Regions from separate parts of the Drosophila melanogaster genome. Here region 1 is linked to region 2. Evidence: chromatin contacts called from public Hi-C data. All regions are on one chromosome and are shown on one strand. The core of a region is the stretch at or near the end of the contact, and the rest is flanking DNA. Distances in the headings are between cores, read along the strand shown.

Region 1 (5,890 bases), core at 3,054-5,553, 510 kb after region 2:
CAGTGGGAGTGGACAACCCCTCTATGCAAATGCACCACCCAAGCCGAGACGCATTAACGATGGTGGCTACTCGTCACCATCACCCGAGCACAACGAACAGCAGCAGCAACATCCTAGTCGCCGCCTTATGTCGCCCACGCAGCAATTGTACCAGCAGCAGCAACACCAACGATCTCAGCAGCAACAGCAGCAGCAACCGCAGCAACATCACGCCATCTATGACACTCGAACTGGACATGTGTCCACCGCCTTGCAGTTGCAACAGGCGCAGCAGCAGTACTCCCTGGACCATCTGGAGGCGCAGTTCCAGCAACAGCAACTGGACATGGAGGAGCAGATTGCGCGGTTGCAGCAACAACGCGCCGCCGAGGAGATCTACGGCGAGCGGGAGATGTACATGGCCAAGTTGATGCAGCAGCGACAGGGCCCGAATGGAACATATCCCACCCAGCAGCAGTTGCTACAGGCGGAGCGCAGGACACCCGATGCCTATGGGCGCTCCAAGCAGCAGCGGCTCTTTGCCGCCGCAGCAGCTGCAGCAGACTACGAGGATATCTACAACATGTCGCAACTGGCAGGTGGCGGCGGAGTGCCCATGTCCGCCCAGGAGGCACTTCTCCAGGAGGCGGCCAGCTACCGCAGACCGCTGAGTCCGCCCAGCTACGATGGCAGCAAGCATGTGCCCGCGATGCCGCAACGGTACACGCCCAATCATTTGGAGGTGAGTCTGAAAATTAACACAGTTAATTTAGCTCAATTTTAGTTTTTTACTTAATATCTTAAAATACTTTTAAATCCATTTAAAGTCCTCATATTGCTTTGAAACTATTATTAGAAAAATAAGTGGGTTTGAGAGCACAACCAGTGAGTGCAATTCTCAAAGGCAGTCAAAAAGGCAAACCACAGCCCCAAGGCAGCCATGAGTTGCGATTCCGATTGCGATTGCGATTGTTGATGACCTGCCACTTGGCATTGCATCCTCCAGCTTTATGGGTGCTTCGCATAGTGGGAAGCTGGGAGCTGTGAGCTTCGAGCTCGGGGGCGTGGCACCGGCAAAGGTCAGCCCACCAAATCATCAGCGATGCCACTTGATGTTGTCTGATTGCCGCAAATCGGGGGAACTGCCAGTGCTTACAAAAAAAAAAAAAACCGGCGAAGGAGGAGGAAAACTGAAAAGGGGCATAGATGATGATGGTGTTTCATTTCCGACTCTCGTTCCCTGACCTAGTTGCAAAGTTTCGCTGGCTGAGGAGTCTTGCACCTTAGCACGTATCAGCTTTTCACTTTTATTTGCCCTTGCAGTTTCTGGTGCTCCAATCAGAGGTGGCCGGCTCCTGTAAAGATAACTCCTTCATCCTCACGCTCCGACGACTCCAGAAAGCCACACTCACAAAAGCAGCTGCTGTTTGTGCTGCTGCTGAAAGTGCCCCCATTGATGAACGATGGATGGAATGATGGTGTAGAACACCAGCTCCTCCAGAGTCTTTCTCGGAAACTTTCGGTTTCGAGCAGCTGCTGTCTCAAGTCCGCAACTCACAATTTAATTGGACTTTAGTATGTCAGTGGGTTGCTAAATTGCAGACGTTTCGGTGAAGGAAGAGGTTACACCCACTCCTAAATGCATGGCCACCAGTGCACCGACAATTTCCTTCGAATGCAACTCTATATGCACTCGCCGCCCCTTTGGGTTAGGTGGGTGGGGCAGCTGTTTAGTGGGTCAGGTCAGGCACAGCAAGTTAGCCGGGAAATGAGTCGCGTGCATGATTTATGGCCCCGGGTTCCTGGCCAAGAGACCAGCTGCGCCGCCTTCCAAGTTCCAAACAAGTTACGGGCCACGCCAATATTCCACACTTAAAAACTTGAAAATGTTTCCGAAAATAAGTCTATGGCATGGACCATTAAAGACGGTCATTAAACTTAAACTTAAAGTCTAAGGAAAATAGTATGCAAAAATGTAAATTGCAATTGAAATCTGAAATTTTGTAAAATCTTTTCATAACTGACTGCCTCTAGTTTTGACGAGTGCAAAAGTAGTTAAGAATTCACAAGCCCATTTACCCCGTTGCAATTACATAACCCTTTTCTAACATCTACCCGTTCTCCCCTTTTTCGCCCATTTGTAGGCCAGTGCCGCCGATCAACTAATCAATACCATGGACTTGCGTGCCCGCACAGCGGCGGCCATAGTGCGTCCCCATTCGGCGGATTTCTTGGAGTACGAGGCTCGTGCCGAGGCAGCTGCTGCCGCTGCGGCCGCGGCGGTGGCCCAAAGCCAGCAGGAGAGCGGCAGGGCGCCGAGGCCCAAGTCCAGCTTGGACATCAATCGCACACCGGACAGCTTCTACTACTCGGAGGCCAGCTATGCGGACAAGATGCGGAAGAGTGCGTTGTATCTGCAGAGCGGCGGAGCTGGTGCCGCACAGCCGCAGCAGCCGGGTAGCTATCGCACCACGGGGGCAGATTTCAATTCTGGGGTAAACACCATTGGCTATGAGAATCCCTACGAGCGGGCCTACAAGCGGCAGGAACTTCTGGCCGAGGCGCAGGGTGGTGGGGCCAGCAGCATGCCGCGGATGAGCCGATCCGCCAGTCAGGGACGTTCGGTGGCCTCCCAGCTGCAGTCGCCGCAGCAAGAAGATCTGCCGCCACTGAATGTTCACCCGGGCTCCATTTTCCCGCCGTCGATGTCCACCCAGGAGATCATTAGCAAGAACGAGCAGTTCCTGAGATCCGCTAGCGCCCGTTTGCCCAAAAGATCGGGAGGAATGGATGATGACTATTCGGCTGGCAATTCCACGACCACATCGCCCACGGGTGGAGCAGGTGCCTCCAACTCGCCGCAGCATAATCTGGATGGCGAACGGAAGCGGGAGGAGTCCATGAAGCGTCTGCTAGAGTGGAAACAGCGCATGTTGCAGTCACCTTTGACACGCAAGGGTATTCAACAGGGCGGCAGCAACATGTCCGCCATGTCCAAGTTGGGCAGCAATCCAAACATCTTGCTGGCATCCACTGCGGTGGCCAGTGGAGCACGCTATGCACCCCAGGCGGGTAAAACCGTATTGGTGGGCAATGGAAATGGCACTGCTCAGGGGGCTGGAAATCCACCATCAGCATCGGGCATCCAGCGATCGCGATCCGAGAGCCAGGCCAACGTGGGACCTGGGGGAGTGGTGTACAACAACTACTCCTCGGATGATGAGGGTGAGTCCTAGTCCGCGATGACTTCCATTACGTATTCCCCATTCTGCTTGGCTTCAACTCTGTCCCTTTGTAATACGTCTATATCTGTAACTCTCTCTTCTACGAATCTTAAACTACGTTTATGCGCAAGCAAAGTAATGAATTACATATATAAAGGTTTACATTGCTAACATTCATGAAAATGTTTATTAAAGCCTAATGCTTCATTCTTGTCTGCAATGTGCAAAGTCTTAAATTAAATTCGTTGGAACTTTAAACAACTTTATTGAAATATACGTTTAATTATGCAATTTAAAGCCAATTATCCTACGGCCATATTTATTTTGCATTAAAAATAATGCAATTGAAAAATAACAATTCTGTAGTTTTGGTGAATTATATTTGTTTAGCAGACTGCATTTTTTTTTGCATTTAATGCGCGCGCATAAACGTAGTATGTATCTCTATTTGCATCAGTATCGTATCGTATCCATAGCTGTATCTTTTTATTTATCAGTATCTGTAGCTGTTGCTAACCGTGCTGCCCTGTTCTGCGTACCTCACTTTGTTTTGTTTTTTATTTTATATTTATATTTATACTTTTAATTTTACTTGGCGACTTGGCTTTTGCTTTCAGTTAGTTGCATGTTTTATAGTCTTGACAACTTGAGATGTCTGCTTTTTCCATTACTTTTGTAGTCATCCCAGGTTACTTTGTTGCATTTGCATCTGCGTTGCCCTTCCGCTTAAGGACTTTAGAAATCTATAAATAAAGGACCTCATCTGGCCTTGACAGGCCACATTTTGGTCCAAACTCTGACCATTAACTATTTATAAGCCTTAACCATTTCAATGCTAATTTATAATGTTCAGACGCCAGACTAAACAATTAAAAGCTTCATGTAGTTAATACACGGTGTGTATTACAATTTTTTGTTGCCTTGTTTTATGTTTTAATAAATATGGTTAATTTGAATGTACGCAACAGAAAGCAATTTATGTCGAATATCGAAACCTTCCTGCCGTGCGCACACAAATACAAATACATATACATAGGCATGTACACAGAACTCCGCACCCACACAAAAGCAAAATTCAGAAGCAAATTGAAAAGTATCGAGTAATTAATTTAACAATGCTGCCAAAAAGTAGGCAACACATGAACCGAAATTCTGGCCAGTTTAAAATGGTTGGCCGAAAACTTAAATCAAAAGTACACACAAATTCTTCCATTTGCCTTTATCCGATGGAAAACGGAGTGTGTAAAACGAAAATCCAATATTTCTGTAGTCCATAAATCTATCTCTCCCTTTTGTTTTTTGGAAATCTCTATCTATCATGGGTTTAGTAAACATTTTTGGCGTAGTTTCGTATCGGATTTGTTTCATTCATATATACATATACATATATTACATATTCGTTTTTCCATCATGACAACCGGGTGCTTGGTATTTCCACTACTAAATGCCGCTGTAAATTTTGCACTAAAACCCAAAAACAATAAATAAGCAAAAACCAAATAAAACTCAAACTCAATCTGGGCTCATAGCGCAATCGACCACCCATTTGATTGATTTTAATTACATACATATGTACCAACCAGCAAGATATACAAATGTGTTTTATATATTTCTTCTTTTCCATACAAACATTTATAAATAATTCGTTGTGTATACGTTGAATTTGGTAACTCTTTAACAAAATATCTCAATTTGTAAATGCTGTAAATGTAAAACAATGATCGACAATGATCGATCGAAACTCGATAATCGCCATCAAATAATTAACAATATCGAAACGAAACGAATCGAATCGCAGCTGGGACTGTGGATGATGATAACTTGTATAGTGCAACGGCAGGAAGGTCATCATCGTCAAAAACAACAACTAAAGCAACGACATCACAGGCAATAGTGGCAACAACAACAGCAGCGTTAGCAATCACAAATCTTGGTAGTAGCAAAAATCTAGAGACACCCAACCAAACAGAAACAGAGGCGACACCATCATCGTCATCAACAGCGTCATCAACCAAAGCGAAATTCCAACTAAAGCCCATTTTGAAAGTGCACGAGGCCAGCAAAACCCGCATTATTCAGGTGCAACCCAAACATCTGGAAGAGCGGCCAAAGCTCAGATTGCAATTGCCCAAGGCGATGGGAAATGAGGAGGAGCAGAAGCAAGAGGATGAGGAGCAGGAGAATGTTGAGGCTGAGCCCGTACCCATTCTGCCAAAGAAAACGGCGCCCAAGTCGCCTCAGAATGCCAATTATGTGCCTGTGTACAACAATAAGCTGGTTAGCAACTACGAGAACATGGAGTTTGGCAAGCCAATCCCCGAAAGTAAAATCCCTCACAGCAATGCAGCCATTACCGATCCCGAGGAGACGCCCATGCTAATGCAACTAAAGCTGTTCAAGGAACAGCAGGACCAGCAGAAGCAACAACAGGAAAACGAAGAGGAGGACCTGACACCAACAGCGGAAAGTAAACCCATTCCAGGCGAGGAGGATATGGGGGCTCCAAAGGTTATAAAAGACCAGAAATTAGAATCGAACGAGGAGGAGCAGGAGCTGGAGGATGAGGATGACAGCACGGCTTGCGAGGAGTACACAGATGATGATATAGATGAAGCTCTGGCTCAAGATGATGAGGATGAAGCTGTCGTCGAGGCAGTAGAATCCCAGGAACTGGCTGAGGAGCGGGA
Region 2 (5,654 bases), core at 3,047-5,546:
TAGTCGACTCCGCTTTCCCATGCTCCTGGCCCCTTTCGTAGGGTCGTGATCCAGTAACGATTTCTTGCCCTGTTCCCTCTTAGCTACTTTGTAGTTGTATAGTTGTTGTGTCTGCCCGCAGCCAACATCCTGAGAACTGTGCGTGTGCGTACAGTTTAATTGGCGCCCAACGTGGGGCGTTTCTTAGTATGTGTGTCTTTGCGAGGGTTCTTCACTCTTGGGTGGGCGTGAGTTGCGTGAAACTTTTGGTTACCATAATTATGGCGGCCAAGGTTGCCTGCTAGCTTAACAACAGCAAGAACAACTGCGACAGCGACCCTTGCCCCCATAGGTGTGACATTATGAAGTCCAATCAACGGATTGCACGCGTTGTAGCTGTCTTCAACAAATTGCTTGATTAATTGAAAAATTCACACGAAGTGGTCGGACACGCTACGCAAAATTGCACACGACAAAGGACAGGGATGATATCTTCATTCAGTGTCAATGATTTTTCAATCATCACAATCATAAGAAATACAGTAATTTCTTGGTTGACGGATTAATTGTCCAGTAATATCGGTAGCACATAACTTACTTCTAGCTCTTTAGAAATTGCCTATAATTACAATTTTTTTTTAATTTCGATGCAGCTCGAAGAAAACATTACGCAAGTCTGAGTATTTTTCGTTAATTAGTTTATCAACGAACTTTAACTTTAACCTTTACAAGCATGAATAATTATACACCATTGAATAACGCTAACTTGAATTCATGTTCAAGTTATTCTCCGTCAAATGCAATTGACTAGGGTATGCTCCTGACCCCATTCTGCCTAAAGTACTTTCACTTTCTATGTCTCTGATTAGCCGCAAGCTCTGCTTTCAGAAGGTTCAACCCTTAGTAATATACTTCGGCTTTTGAAAACGCCCCGCCATCATTCAGACATTAATAATTAACGTTCACAGTGTAGCGTTGACATATCACGGAGCCGTAACTGCTTCCATCGAAAATGCAGCCACTGTGGAGTACATCGAGAGAAATTCAGCTTTTTTAATTTAATTGAATACCTTTTGAAAGAGTCAGCTTGAACTCGACACTCGAAAGGTATCTGCAAGCGCATAGTTTATTCACGCTTTTCAGTTGGCTCAACTTTCAAAAAAAATGGCTTAAGATTGTAAAAAAGAAATTCTCTGGACTTGAGCAAACATTTTCATAGTGTCGAATACTTGCGACAGTTATCCACTTTGGGCCTGAGCCGGACTGCTGCCTGCCATTAGCCTTGTGTGCAATTTTAATGACACGCAAATTGCAGTTGCCTGCGTTGCAGTGACTTCAGCGTGGATTTTTGCGCCGTTGCGTCACTTGCGCCCCATTTGACCGCATTCCGATTGGACGCACGCGCTTCAACGCCATCTTACGTGTCAAAGCCTGAGAAATATTTAATGGGTGCCATGCTGTTCTGGCCATTTCGCCAGGATACAGTGGGCACCCTCGATGTGGTACTCACGTGTGTAAAGTAGTAGTAGTGCACGGAAGCGCCTCGCTCCGCCAGAGCCTGGGCATACTCGTTGGTGGGGCAGGTGAAGAAGTGATCGCCCACGGCGCGTCCGATTTGCTGCTGGTTCTGATAGCCAGGATTGCCTTCCCAACTGGTATACTGAAAAAGAAGAAAAAAGTTTACCTCAATATATCCCTCTCTAATTTGGAATAATTTAAATTAATGATCAGTACATTACGTCCATAAAGTTTTAAAATAAATCATAAGACCCGCCAGTTACTGTAATATAATATAAGATATTAGTGTGGCAAATGTTTCTAAGCAACTATCATAATTTTTGCCAACTCAATGGGAACGAAGTCCGTAGTCATCTACAAAATGAAGTTGGCTGTCCAATTAACCAATAACCAATGGACTGTTTCAGAGAAATTGGATCTTTTAAAAGCTCTACAGGATCCTGGCCCAGCTAATTCCGGATTTTGTCCGGACTTAACTGTCAAATGCATATCCAGTGCTGACGCAGAATGCCGCGAAATGAAATTAACCGGCGACAGGGCAGAGTAAATGAATAAAGCCACTAAATGCAATTCAATCAGCCAGCCGTCTCCGTTGACGTCGCATTTAACATGTTTAGCACATGCAGCGATGCTGCTGGTGACACGGAGCAGTTGCACGTTGCACTAATGCACTTCGGGGGATGTGTACTTTAAAAAATATTCGCAATATACATAAGTATAAATCAACAAAATTCTATAAGATACTACGGGGAATGTGATATTTTAATACATTATATATTATATTATAATATAATATTCCTAAGGCCTTGAAATGCGAATTGGTATGCATAATTTCAAAAATAAAATAAATTTTCTTCAGTGCATCTGTCTTTTGCAGTTGCTTATTCATCATAGAATGCCAGTGCGTATTTAATAATTACCTGGAAAATGATGGCCTCGCGTTCCGCTTGCGTTGCCTTGCCAAAAATATTGTTCATAATTTCCAGGTATTTGTCCCGTGGCAGGGCCGTGGCATCGTCCTTATCGAAGTAATCGATGAAATCGTACAGCAAGAAGTAAGTGCCTGCGAAATAGAAAAGGGAAATAAATGTTTAACCCATGCGAGGTCATGTCATAACAATGCTGGGTGAAAAGTGACGCGAAGAGGGATGCTGGCCAATCTGGAAAAACAATTACCACTACAGGCGGCGCTTCAAGATGCCGACTCACAATGGAGGGGCCGTGCCAAGGACACCGCGCTCAGCATTAACCCCAAGTCCTTAGACCCAGCAGCCGCACCAACAACAGGCGCAGCAGCAACACCTACGACATCAGCAGCAGCAGCAACAACAGCAGCAGCAATCATAACAGTTTCAGAAGCCGAGGAGTTGTAAGTGCAAAATAGAATAAACCAAAACTTGTGCCCACTACAAAAACAGAAGCATGAACTAAGAAAAAAGTCAAGTCGACTGCCATATACCCTATTCCTTAGAAGTCAGCCCGATAGAAGGGTTGGTTACTTCCCTAGCTCAGCAGAACGTGAATGAGGTATCGAATACCTTTTCTGCCAGACTATTACTACTAAAAAAACTAATATCGAATTAATAACAAGCGGAGTTTTGGGACACATCTCACACGATTTCTCATAATCAACAAACAATACCTCTCTCTCTCTCTTAAAACACGAGGTACAACAGGCAGGACGATAGAACAAAGCGGCTCGTCGTTGCCTTTTATTAACTTAATTTTTATGGCACTTGTTGTTGGCCCAGTTGTTGTTCTCTCCGGCTTTTGTCTTTGTCGCACACTTCAAATACGGGCCACACTAACGAACCATAATTGCTGCCTATGAGCGGCGACGGCAGCAACACAACAGCAACAGCAGCAGCAGCAACACTTGCGGCAGCAACATCAGGACACATAGTCGAGTATCTGTGTTTGTGTGGGACGAGGGCACGTGCAACCCATTCCCAATTTATCTTGCTGGCCCACTGTGTTTATGTTTGCTTCGATTCCATTAAGGTCAAAACCTTATGCAAAGCCAGGCACGAGGAGCTTTGACTTGAATTGCAAACAATATTGAACGAGCTGCCTGAAACGGTCGCTTACCAAAGTCGATAAGTATGCTTTCCACACGATGGGGGGGGGGGGGGGGGCCAGGAAATATATTTACATTAAAGAGGGGATGGATCGCTTAAGGGTTTTGAAATCGAATAATTTAATAGCGTCTGAATGGTGCATCTTATAGAGTTATGGGCGCACCATTTATACAGCACACAGATTTGGAAAAGTCATATAATCTGAATAAATTATTTTACTACACGCCGGAACGACCTTGCGCTTTTCAAATATTACTGTATGTCGGGCATACGCTTTTAATTAAATTGCCAACAACACACTCACTCTGTGGCCACAAATTTCTGTGCTGTTTTTTTGCGGAAAATCTCACTCACTCCCTCACACACATAAGCGAAATGTAAATACGGTTTTAATGAGTGTATAATTGAGTTAGCAGCAGCAACAACAACAACGCGGCCCAACTGATTCAGCGGAACGTTGGAAACGCTAGAGGCGAAATTCAGGACTCAGGACTACAACTACGGAGCCAGCGATAAGTTGGCCGTCTCGGAACGCGAAGCAATTAACGAGCAAACAAGCTGTCTTGCACACACACAAGCGAAGGAGGCACCACCACACATACACATACAAACACAAACAAGCACAGCAAGGAACGTACACATACTCACTCAGGATGGCATGCAATCGCAAGGCAGAGGACTTGCCACCAAAAGTGAATTATTTAAGCAGCGAAAAGATGACGTCTCGAGTTCATTGCATACTTTTGGGATGCACTTGAAAGCTTCTCTGCTCAGGGAAAATTGTTAATTCTCTTTAATCCATTTGATATTAAAGTACCTCATAATTTCAAGAGATTTTCAAGTCGTGGGATGTGAAATCAAGTTACTTGCGTACTCCACCTAAATATAAATAGCTTATTTTTGGCGTATATTTAATACATTTAAAAGTGCACTCCGTATCCATTTCTAAATACCAACTAATTTGCTAAAACCACATGCAGGTCAATTAGTTGAACTACACTAATATTTTATTTAGGATAACCATTAGCCAAACGCACACACTCCAACGCACTCAAATAAATATAAATATATATTTATATAATATGTTTATAGCATGTATGTATGTAAAAGGGACGAAGGACGAGCGAATTTGTCAAAAACAAACAGAATAGGATGCTTTCATGTACGCGGCTCATCGTAATGTATTTGAATTTGTATTCGTATTGTTGCAAATGCTAGATGACCTTGAACTCACAAACACCAGCACAAACACCAGAGCCAAACTCACATACGCACACACGCTCAGCTGAGTAACGGCACTTGTACCCATGGAAAATGGTGGCAGTTGCCTGGCGGCCATGCACGCACACCTACACCTTTTTGGCCAAGAGAAAAAAGAGAAAAGAGAACGGTGAGCGGTGAGAGAGCAGGAGCCAGGAGCAGAGAGAAAGCGGAAAGCAGCAGCTGTGAGCAATGAGTGAAAGTGAGCAGAAAAGCACACGTGTCTGCTGTGCTGGCTTATTCTGCTCCTGGCAAGACAGGAGCCGCAACAACAGCAACTAGCAGCCGCAACACCAAAAACACTAGCGCCAGTAGATGACTGGCCAACAGCAACAAGAAAATCGAAAGGAAAGCCAAAGCACGAACTGGCACAAAAGCACCGAGAATCTTCTTCAATCTCTTATACGAAAAACACAACCCAGCCCTCCCAAAAAGAACCTGCCACCCAACACCACCCACCCAAAACACCACCCAACGACATCCTGCGGTGGCGTCTCGCGAAATAATAAGAAAAGGAAAACGCAAACGGAAAATTTGTTACAAGTGCGCCACTTACACGGCCTGGCACGGAAAAGCTGGCAGCACAATGCACACAAAGAGTTACGCCCCAGATTGAGAGGAAAACAACAGGCAGTGAATGCGGATAAGGAAAGTGGGGAAAATTATGGGAGAATCAACAGCAGCATTTCGCAGAACGGCAGGTTCTCACCACACTTAACGGTGATTTATCTAATAAATGGTTGCATTTTCAATTTTATATTCTGATTAACTGTCTAGTTGAGTAGCTAGCTCTAGTAGCTGCAAATTTAAAACCGGGGC

Evidence for each region. A called contact is a pair of places that touch in the nucleus more often than the background predicts.
Region 1: a contact with region 2 is called in a Hi-C map of the Kc167 cell line, with 1.5 times the contacts expected there. The contact joins two enhancer-like sites. A contact is called at or near these places in 3 of 107 Hi-C or Micro-C datasets (the Kc167 cell line and larval brain).

Annotation. Positions count from the first base shown.
Region 1 is chr3R:13,747,243-13,753,132 of dm6, forward strand. kmr (kramer) reads left to right here. Exons shown (of 16, transcript NM_142053.2): 4 at 1-721; 5 at 2,124-3,204. Among named protein-coding and RNA genes, the nearest start is that of CG9312, 16 kb to the right of the region's middle. Within about 2 kb of position 4,304, at least 6 of the 39 cell types and tissues checked have an H3K27ac peak or open chromatin away from gene starts, as enhancers often do. A contact at or near this core is called in the Kc167 cell line, where this site is marked.
Region 2 is chr3R:13,235,640-13,241,293 of dm6, forward strand. Ace (Acetylcholine esterase) reads right to left here. Exons shown (of 10, transcript NM_001275601.1): 6 at 2,418-2,560; 7 at 1,490-1,639. Among named protein-coding and RNA genes, the nearest start is that of CG8476, 18 kb to the left of the region's middle. Within about 2 kb of position 4,297, at least 17 of the 39 cell types and tissues checked have an H3K27ac peak or open chromatin away from gene starts, as enhancers often do. A contact at or near this core is called in the Kc167 cell line, where this site is marked.